Linked DNA regions of Canis lupus: region 1 is linked to region 2. Evidence: chromatin contacts called from public Hi-C data. All regions are on one chromosome and are shown on one strand. Each heading gives the region's core, a stretch centred on a gene start, on an enhancer-like site or on the middle of the called end of the contact. The rest is flanking DNA. Distances are from core to core; before and after follow the strand shown. Region 1 holds the start of C7H18orf21 (UPF0711 protein C18orf21 homolog). Region 2 overlaps MOCOS (molybdenum cofactor sulfurase).

Region 1 (4,999 bases), core at 204-2,703, 220 kb before region 2:
CTAACAACTCAACAACAAAAGGCAAACAACCGAGTTTTAAAATGGGCAAAGGACTTCAATAGACATTTCTCCAAGAAAATATACAAGTTGTCAACAAACACGTGAAAGGATGCTCAACACCATTATTCATTGGGAAATGCAAATCAAAACCACAAGGAGAGGCCAGTTCATACTCACTAAGAATGGTTAGAATTAAAAAAAAAAAATTACAAAATAGGGGATCCCTGGGTGGCGCAGCGGTTTGGTGCCTGCCTTTGGCCCAGGGTGTGATCCTGGGAGACCCTGGATCGAATCCCACGTCGGGCTCCCGTCGGGCTCCCGGTGCATGGAGCCTGTTTCTCCCTCTGCCTGTGTCTCTGCCTCTCTCTCTCTCCCTCTCTCTGTGTGACTATCATAAATAAATAAAAATTTATTTAAAAAAATTACAAAATAAAACAAAAGTAGAAAATGAGAGTTGGGGAAGATGTGAGGAAATTAGAATACTGCTAAACATGGAATTACCATATGACCCAGCATTCACTTTTAGGTGTTTATCCAAAAAAAAAAAAAAAAAAACAAACAAACTCACAACACAGGGGTTCTGGGATCGAGTCCCACGTCGGGCTCCCTGCATGGAGCCTGCTTCTCCCTCTGCCTGTGTCTCTGCCTCTCTCTCTCTCTCTCATGAATAAATAAATAAAATTTAAAAACAAAACAAAACAGAAAACAGATTGTGCATATTGCACAACAGCCAGAAGGTAGAAACAACCCAAATGTCCATCATGGATGAATGGATAAACAACACTTGGTATACATATAATGTAATATTCAATCATAAAAGGGAACGAAGTTCTGACATAAGCTACGAGGTGGAAGAACCTCAAAACCATCACACACTACGTGGAAGACGCCAGACACGAGAGATCATGCCTACGAATGACTCTCTTTACAAGAAACGTCCCGAATAAGCCCATACAGCCAGAAAGCGGGCTCGGGGTGGCCGGGGGCTGGGAGCGGAGGAGAACCGGGAGGGGGTTTCCGACAGGGCGACAGAAAGGTTTCCAAACTCGGTAACAGCAGGGTTTGCCAACACTGAAAACGCACTCCCGCTGCGGGCGAGGCGAGGCGAGGAGAGGAGGAAGCCGGCTGGTGCTGCCCCGAGGGCAGTCTGGCCTGGTCCCCTCCCAGGCTCGCGGCCCCGCGGACCACGGCGGCCTCCCGCGGGCCGCACACCGCCGCCCGGCCCAGACCGATTCCCCGGATGGAGAATCTACAAGGCGACGCGACGGGGGAGGAAGTGACGACAGGAGCGCCACAGGGGACGCTCAGGAGCGAGCGAGAGGCGGACGCAACATCCCACGCGCCGACGTCGCCACCGGGACCTGAAGCACGATGCTCCGCGCAGGCGCAGGTCTGCGGCGCATCGGCGCGGGCCCTGGGGGCGGGGCCTGGGGCTGGGGGCGGGAGACCGTGGGCCTGCGCGCCTGCGCGCCGGGCGGGGAGCGAGGGACGCCGGAACTCTTCAGCCACCGGCGCCAGTTTCCGGAGGGAGCGCGGATTCCGAAGTCAAGGTCCGGCTGGCTGCGAACCCGGCTTCCGGAGGTTGCTCGTGTCGTGGGGGCGGCGGTGACAATGAGGCAGAAGCACTACCTTGAGGCTGCGGCTCGGCAACTGCACGACAGCTGCCCGGGCCAGGCCCGGTATCTCCTGTAAGAGCGGGGCGGGATGCGGGGCGGGATGCGGGGCGGGATGCGGGGCGGGCGTCAGGGGCGGCACGGCGGGGTCTTCTGCTCCCTCACCGGTCTCCTCCTCCTTTGCAGCTGGGCCTACAGCTCGTCGCACGGTAGGGAGAACGTCCGTCGGTTGTGGGTCGGTCTGTCGTCGCCCCGCTGCCCCAGCTCCGCGCGGCGCTCAGGATGACCCAGAAGGGAAACCTCGTCGACCCACTGCCCTCATAACCGCCCCTCCCGCCCTCCCAGAGCCTTCTGTTAGTGAAAACTCCAAATTCCTTAGACCTCCTTTCTAGTTACACTCCCTTCCCTGGTGACGGTTGTTCATCCAGTGCCCTAGCTTTTAAATTCTCTATACTGAGGACTTCCAAATGTATGCGCCCAACCAAGACTTCTCCCGCTTCTACACTCCTATCCAGATGCCTTCTTGATGACTTTTTTTTTTTATTTTAAGATTTTGTTTACTTATTTGAGAGACACAGATAGCATCAGAGAGCACAGGTGGGGAGGAGAGGGAGAAGCAGGCTCTCCGCTGAGCAGGGAGACCGATGCGGGGCTGGATCCCAGGAGCCTGGGATCAGGACCTGAGCACCCCCCCAGGCGCCCCGTTGACACCTTTTTAATGTCTCTTAGGCCAGAAGTGGAGCTTTACCCCCCCCAACACAGTCTTCCTCCTCCAGTTCTTCCAAATTCAGTAAATGGTAATTCTGTCCTTGGAGTTAATTCAGCCCTCAAACCCTGGGGCCATTCCTGGCGTCCTAAAAGTCGTCTTCCCCAAGCCAATGCCAGCAAATCGTGCCGGCTTTGAAATACGTTCTGAACCTGGCATCTTCTCACCGATCTATTTTACCACCCTGGACCAAGTTAATAGCAGGATTGTGGGGCAGCAGCTCTCAGCATTTCTACATCCATTCTCAATTGAGCAGCCAAAGTGAGTGCAGGAGAAACCTAAGCTTGATCATGTCACTTCTCTGCCACAAAGTCTCAAGTGACTTCCCAATTCAGAGTAAAAGTGAAAATCTTAGAAGGATTACAAGGCCCTACACCAAACGCCTGCATTACCTCGCCTGACTTCCTTTCTCCTTTTTGCTCACTCAACTACAAGCACTGTTAGGCCTCCTTGCTCTTTTGCAGCCTTCGCAGCTTCCCTTCCTTCCTTCTGCCTGGAACTCTTAGCTCACATATCTGTGTGGATTCCATCTTCATTTTCTTCTGCTTTCTACAGATGTTATTCCACAAAGCCTTCCCTGGTTACCTTATTTAAGACACAGTAGTTCCGGGCAGCCCGCCCGGGTGGCTCAGCGATTTAGCGTCGCCTTCGGCCCAGGACCTGATCCTGGGGATCCGGGATTGAGTCCCATGTTGGGCTCCCTGCTTGGAGCCTGCTTCTCCCTCTGCCTGTGTCTCTCATGAATAAATAAAATCTAAAAAAAAACAAAAAAACAAACTACAGCAGCTCCATTGCCACTCCTATTCAAATCTTTTTTTTTTTTTTTTTTTTTTAAGATTTTATTTGTTTATTCATGAGAGACACACAGAGAGAGGTAGGCTCCATGCAGGAAGCCTGATGTAGGACTGGATCCCGAGACTCCAGGATCACACCCTGGGTCGAAGGTGGCGCTAAACCACTGAGCCACCTGGGCTGCCCTTGAATCTTTTTTTCTTCCCAGCACACTACACATTTGTGTTGCTATATTTACTTTCTCTCTCTATGAGTTGTCCTTTATTCACTGTCCTGACTCTTGTGCCCAGAACTCTGCCTGGCACTTTCCAAATACTCAGTAAATGAATGAATGTAACATTTGAGGGATCCCTGGATGGCTCAGCGGTTTGGTGCCTGCCTTCGGCCCAGGGCATGATCCTGGAATCCTGGGAGCAAGTCCCACATTGAGCTCCCTGCATGGAGCCTGCTTCTCCCTCTGCCTGTGTCTCTGCCTCTCTCTCTCTGTCCCTCATGAATAAATAAATTTTTTTTAAAAATTGGCAGAGCTGAGTTACAAGCATGGTAGTTAGTTGTTGTATACTTAGCAGAGTGTTCACTAATAAGTATTTGTTGAATAAATCCATGGTGTGCCCACCTTCCTTTCCAGCTGCATCACACCCTCACCTTTCCCTAATAACCATGCTTTCTTTTTCACTGTACTTCTACCTGAAAGCCCTTTTTACCAGTAAGGGATGCCATCTCCAAGTACAGATACTTGGATTATTTGACCACCACTTCTTTGAAGTGTTTCTGGCCAGTCTATACAGAGTTTAATAGTTTCCAGGGCATTTTAATCATACTGTGTTACAGTTGTTACTGATCTTTTTTTGTTTGCTTAGGGCTCCCCTAGAATTTGAGTTATTTAAAGATAGCAGCTCGGGACACCTGGGTGGCTCAGTGGTTGAGCGTCTGCCTTTGGCCCAGGGCGTGATCCTGGGGTCCTGAGATCGAGTCCCGCATTGGGCTTCCTGCAGGCAGCCTGCTTCTCCCTCTGCTTATGTCTCTGTCTCTCTCGCTGTGTCTCTCATGGATAAATAAATCTTAAAAAAAAAACTCTTTATTTTTTTAAGATTTCATTTATTTATTGACACAGCACAAACAGGGGGAGTGGCAGGGAGAGTGAGAAGTAGGCTCCCTGCTGACCAAGATGTCTAATGCAGGGCTCAATCCCAGGACCCTGGGATCATGACGAGCTGAAGGCAGAAGCTTCCGCTGGCCGGGGCCAGGGTTCGGGCTGGGGCTCGGGCCGGGGCTGGGGATAATTAAAAAAAAAAAAAAAAAAAAAATGAAGGCAGAAGCTTAATGAACTGAGCCACCCAGGCACCCCAAGATAGCAGATCTTTTATTCCATATTTGACTCTTCAGCCTAGCATGGAAGATGATTGTCTTGATTGCATAAACATGCTGGGGCAAGTCTGTTGTCTTGTAACCTTGTACTGAGAGCTACCTGCAGAAAGTCTGGCCCACAAATCACAAAATTGTGCTAATTGTTTAAAAAAATCAGTATAATTTATTGATTTGTGATAAATATGTTTGTAAAATTGGTGAGATAGCTTTTTACTATCTACTATCTAACAAGTAACTATTACTTGTTACTATTACTTAGTAACAAGTAATGAGTAAGATAGCAAAGAGTGGGGACTTAACCTGTGGCTAAAGGAGTGAATGGATAGAATTAGTGTTTTGCAATATAAATTGTTGCAAATTTGTCTCATATTTTGAGTTTGCTTAAGGAGAATATTATATCTCCTCATACTAAATAGTATACTTTATCACTGAATATTGGCTATTTGAGATAAAATATTCT
Region 2 (4,906 bases), core at 366-2,865:
GCACTTCCACACCTCCTCAGAGGACTACAGTGTGATTTTCACAGCAGGGAGCACGGCTGCTCTTAAACTGGTGGCGGAGGCCTTCCCGTGGGTGTCCCCAGGCCCGGAGTGCAGCGGGAGCCGGTTCTGTTACCTCACTGACAGCCATACCTCCGTGGTGGGCATGAGGAAGGTCACCACGGCCATGAACGTCACTTCCATCCCAGTCAGGCCAGAGGACATGCGGTTGGCAGAGAGACGGGCCGCTGCCGCCAGTGACCCTGACTGCCAGCTTCCGCATCTCTTCTGTTACCCCGCGCAGAGTAACTTTTCCGGGACCAGGTACCCCCTGTCCTGGATAGGAGAGGTCAAGGCTGGGCGGATGTGCCCTGTGAGTGTGCCTGGCAAGTGGTTCGTGCTGCTCGATGCAGCCTCCTATGTGAGCACCTCACCTTTGGACCTGTCGGTCCACCAGGCCGACTTTGTCCCCCTCTCCTTCTATAAGCTCTTTGGATTCCCCACTGGCCTGGGTGCCCTGCTGGTGAATAATCGTGTGGCTCCTCTGCTGAGGAAAACCTACTTTGGAGGGGGCACAGCTGCTGCGTACCTGGCAGGAGAAGACTTCTACATCCCAAGAAGCTCGGTGGCTGAAAGGTAACCTCTCTGTGGGAGTGGCTGACTGGAGTTCAGCAAGGCAGGGGTTCTGGCCCGCGTCACCTATAGGGTTGTGCAAGGGACCCAACTGGGCCACTGGGGTTGGAGGGCTGGAGTGGAGTGGATGGAGGCCGGCTGGAGTGTGCCCCAGGTGGCTTAGTGAACTGGACCCCCCACTTGGGGCTTCTCCATAGCTATGAGGGTACAAGGGCTGCAAGCAGGAGAGGTGAAAGACTCTCAGGAGAGGAAGGAAGATAGGCCACCAGGCCTTTTCCCAGAGCACAGGCAAGAGGTACAACGGTTTACTCAAGCAGTCATTTTAAAAGATGGCATTGTTTGGAACAAGTTTGCGTGCATATTGATGGCACAACTGGTTATTATATTTTAAAAGATTTATTTATTTATTCATGAGAGACACACAGAGAGAGAGACAGAGACAGACAGAGACACAGGCAGAGGGAGAAGCAGGCTCCACGCAGGGAGCCCGATGCAGGACTCGATCCCGGGTCTCCAGGGTCACGCCCTGGGAGGAAGGCGGCGCTGAACCGCTGAGCCACTGAGCCACCCGGGGCTGCCCAAATAAAATCTTTTTTTTTTTTTTTTAAAGATTTTATTTATTTATTTCTGAGAATACGCAGAGAGGAGAGAGAGAAGCAGAGACACAGGCAGAGGAAGAAGCAGGCGCCATGCAAGGAGCCTGACATGGGACTCGATCCCAGGTCTCCAGGATCAGGCCCTGGGCCAAAGGCAGGCGCTAAACTGCTGGAGCCACCCGGGCTGCCCCCAAATAAAATCTTTAAACAAACAGAAATGAAAACAACCCAGTTGATTCATTAATTGTTGGTTCACATAATTGATTCACGGCTATCATTAACACATCGGTTTTATAAAGAAATCAACATTGCAGTAACAGTATTCTGAGCAGACCTCATCTCTAGAATCTTAAAATACAAAGCAGAGCATTTCCCCTGAAAGCTTCAACTTGCTTCCGTCACCCACAGGTGGGCTCGCAGAGGCTGCCGTCCCCATCCTCAGGCCAGTGCTCGCTGACACCTCCTGCCTCCGGGCCCCCCCCCCCGGACTCTGCCTGTCAGGCTCTGGGTCCGCATCCCGCCCCTGCTCTCTGCCCTGAGCCCTGCAGCCACGCGTCAGCCTCCCCACCTCCCCACCGCCGGCGTCCTCCGACTTGCCGCCCACCACCGTCCCGCGCCCCCGCTGGCTCCCCGCTCATGCGCACTCGCGCCCAGCCGCACCGACGCAGCACTGACGCACTGACGCACTGACGCAGCACTGACGCGCCGACGACGCGCTGACGTCCCTGCCGTTCAGGGCGCGTGCCCGCTTCCGCCCGCTTCCGCCCGCTCGGGGTGTTCCCTGCGGCCTCTGCCTGGGACGCCCTTTCCCTCTGTGAACTCTGCTGTTTCAAAAATGATCCTTCTGCATCCTCAGTGCACTGTCACCCGCTGGCGTGTTGCTTACCTGTCGCGTGTCGTCCCTTGTTTCTGTGCCTCAGGACAAGGGAAGCGCCAGAAGGGCACCGAGGACGGTGCCTGGCGCGCAGTGTGTGGGCAGTAGAGATTTGATGAATATTTTGGCTAGATGAGAAATCACAGAATGCGACGATCGTGAACACCCTGATAATCCAGGAGGGGCATGTGTGCTGTATCGGGAGCCTCCTAATGTTCCCCGAAGCCTGTGGTTCCGCAGGTTGGCATCCTAGACTTCCGAGCGCGTTGATCACACCCAACCGACGCCTTGCCAGCGGGGTTCCCTTGGGGTCAAGGGCAGCGTTTTAAGAGCCCGTGGCGCTTGGGGTCTTGTCAAAGTCTTCACGGGGGCAGGATAGCACTTCTCGAGGCGGTGACTGTCTTTTAGGGTCCTTTGTCACCATGGCCATCCGATCCCAAGGAAGCACCCCCAGTGAGCGAGTCAGGGCCAGAACCGGCCCCATCCGTCTCTGTGTGTAAATCCGTCTATCCTGACTGGGAGAGCAGTGGTTTATAAGACAGCAGAGGTATTCATCGATTATAGCCAAGACTAGAGTCAAAACCTTGTTGCATGCCACAAAATGCACATGGAGATGTTGGCCACAGCTTGACCTTGTTCCCCTCAACCCTGTTACAGGTTTGAAGATGGCACCATCTCCTTCCTTGACGTGATAGCACTAAAACATGGATTCGATGCCCTAGAGCGCCTCACAGGTCAGTGGACCCTTTTATCTATGTGGAATTTGCTCCTGTCACCTGCGTCCTTGAGGGAGCCTTGGAATGGGTGCGGTTTAGATAAGGTAGGTAAGGACGTACGGTCTGTGTGAGCGGCTGGCACTTGGGAGCTGTACCCTGAATGCAGTTGAAGCTTATCCTGAAGAACTTCAGAATGACTTCTGAGGCAAGAGCAAGAGGCTGAGGTGCTGTGTGTGTGTGTGTGTGTGTGTGTGTCAGTTAAAAGAACATTTTCACAAGTAGGAGATTATTCCAAACCAGGAGATTAGTAGCTTCACAGGAGCAGAGGAGCCATCCTTGGTCCCCAAACTAGGACTGGTTACAGATCCTGAGACCTTATTCAGCTGCTACCTTTCTGGGTCCTCCCTCCTGTCACACTGGGGAGCTATATGATGAGCCCACTTTGCTCATGAGGAGCTAATATTTAGAGAGGTTAAATGCCTTCCCTGGGACCTAATAATTGAGATGGCTGAGATGTCCACCTAGACCATAATAATGCCTAACCCTGAGCCCCAACCACTGTCTCTGTTGTTGGCATTTGCAGTGATGCAGGTTTTCTTTCCTGGCAAATGTTTGGGGTGTGTGGGCAGGTGGAGGACCCTCACAGTAGGCTGACACACAGAGAGTTGCCACTTCCCATCATGTGGAGCTTGACACAAAGATACATGACTGGAAGAACGTGTGTCTCATGCACCAGGCATCCACCATCCTGTTGTGCTCCTGGGCACTCCTCTAGAGGCTGAGGTTCTAGAACTGGGTGGTACTGCTTGGACCATCCATATGGAAATGGAGTTGTGGTGAACCAGGGATATGGCTTAATGATTAGGTAGTCCTTCCTTTCTCTCTCTCTTGCCACCGTAACGGGACTCTTCAGGTTCTTGGCCTGAGCTGGGGGCAGACAGGATTCACAGGAGTGGAGGGGAGTCCTGATGGTAATGCAGAGAGTGTACACCATCCAAGACAAAGAAAAGACAATAAAGACAAGTATTGAGATATGAGCACTTTTCCAAGGGAAGATATTAATAGACACCCAAACTGCAAGCTGCAGGTCTGATGGGGGCAGGGACACCTCTGAACTGAAAACAGACTGACCATATCAGTTCCACAATAAAGCAAACCCTGGTTATTCCTACTTTATCGCTTCTTTGGGAAAAAATGTGCTGAACTATCTGTAACACAAAATGCACCATTTTGGCCAACTTAAGTAAGTGTACGTTTCAGGGGCATTAAGTGTGCTTACATTGGTATGCCACCATCCACCACCGACTGGCTCCAGGACTTCTGCATCATCCCAAACTAAAACTCTACCCATTCAACAGGCTGCCCCCTTCCCCTTGCCCCAGCCCCAAGTAATCTCAAGTCTCCTTTCTGCTTGTATGAATTTGCGTATTCTAGGCACTTAGATAAGAGGAATAATACATTATCTGCTCTTTTGTCTGGCTTATTTCACATGTTTTCAAGGTTCATCCATGTTGTAACATGTATCCCTAATCGATTTGGATAATGTTTTTTTTTTTTTTTTTTTTTTTAATTTTTATTTATTTTATGATAGTCACAGAGAGAGAGAGAGAGAGGCAGAGACACAGGCAGAGGGAGAAGCAGGCTCCATGCACCGGGAGCCTGACGTGGGATTCGATCCCGGGTCTCCAGGATCGCGCCCTGGGCCAAAGGCAGGCGCTAAACCGCTGCGCCACCCAGGGATCCCGATTTGGATAATGTTAAAATGCTTTAGACATTAAAAAAAAAAACCCAGCAAAACCACCCGATACTATTTATTTATTTATTTATTTATTTATTTATCTATTTATTTATCTTATCCCCTGATACATTTATTTATTTATTTTTAAAAAGATTTATTTATTTATGATAGACATAGAGAGAGAGAGGCAGAGACACAGGAGGAGGGAGAAGGAGGCTCCCTACCGGGAGCCCGATGTGGGACTCGATCCCAGGACTCCAGGATCATGCCCGGGCCAAAGGCAGGCGCTAAACTGCTGAGCCATCCAGGGATCCCCTCCCCCGATACTTTTAAAGATAAAACTGTGACCTGG

The links. Hi-C and Micro-C count contacts between places; a contact is called where the count stands out from the background.
Region 1: a Hi-C map of blood shows a contact between it and region 2, with 5 times the contacts expected there. The contact joins the promoter of C7H18orf21 here to the enhancer-like site in region 2. A contact is called at or near these places in 2 of 9 Hi-C or Micro-C datasets (both in blood).

Annotation. Positions count from the first base shown.
Region 1 is chr7:54,176,791-54,181,789 of UU_Cfam_GSD_1.0, reverse strand. It overlaps C7H18orf21 (UPF0711 protein C18orf21 homolog), which reads left to right and starts at 1,453. Exons shown (of 4, transcript XM_038543498.1): 1 at 1,453-1,688; 2 at 1,800-1,822. The coding sequence starts at 1,612.
Region 2 is chr7:53,954,265-53,959,170 of UU_Cfam_GSD_1.0, reverse strand. MOCOS (molybdenum cofactor sulfurase) reads left to right here. Exons shown (of 16, transcript XM_038543485.1): 4 at 1-370; 5 at 485-633; 6 at 2,758-2,834. Among named protein-coding and RNA genes, the nearest start is that of MOCOS, 14 kb to the left of the region's middle. Within about 2 kb of position 1,615, at least 13 of the 20 cell types and tissues checked have an H3K27ac peak or open chromatin away from gene starts, as enhancers often do. A contact at or near this core is called in blood, where this site is marked.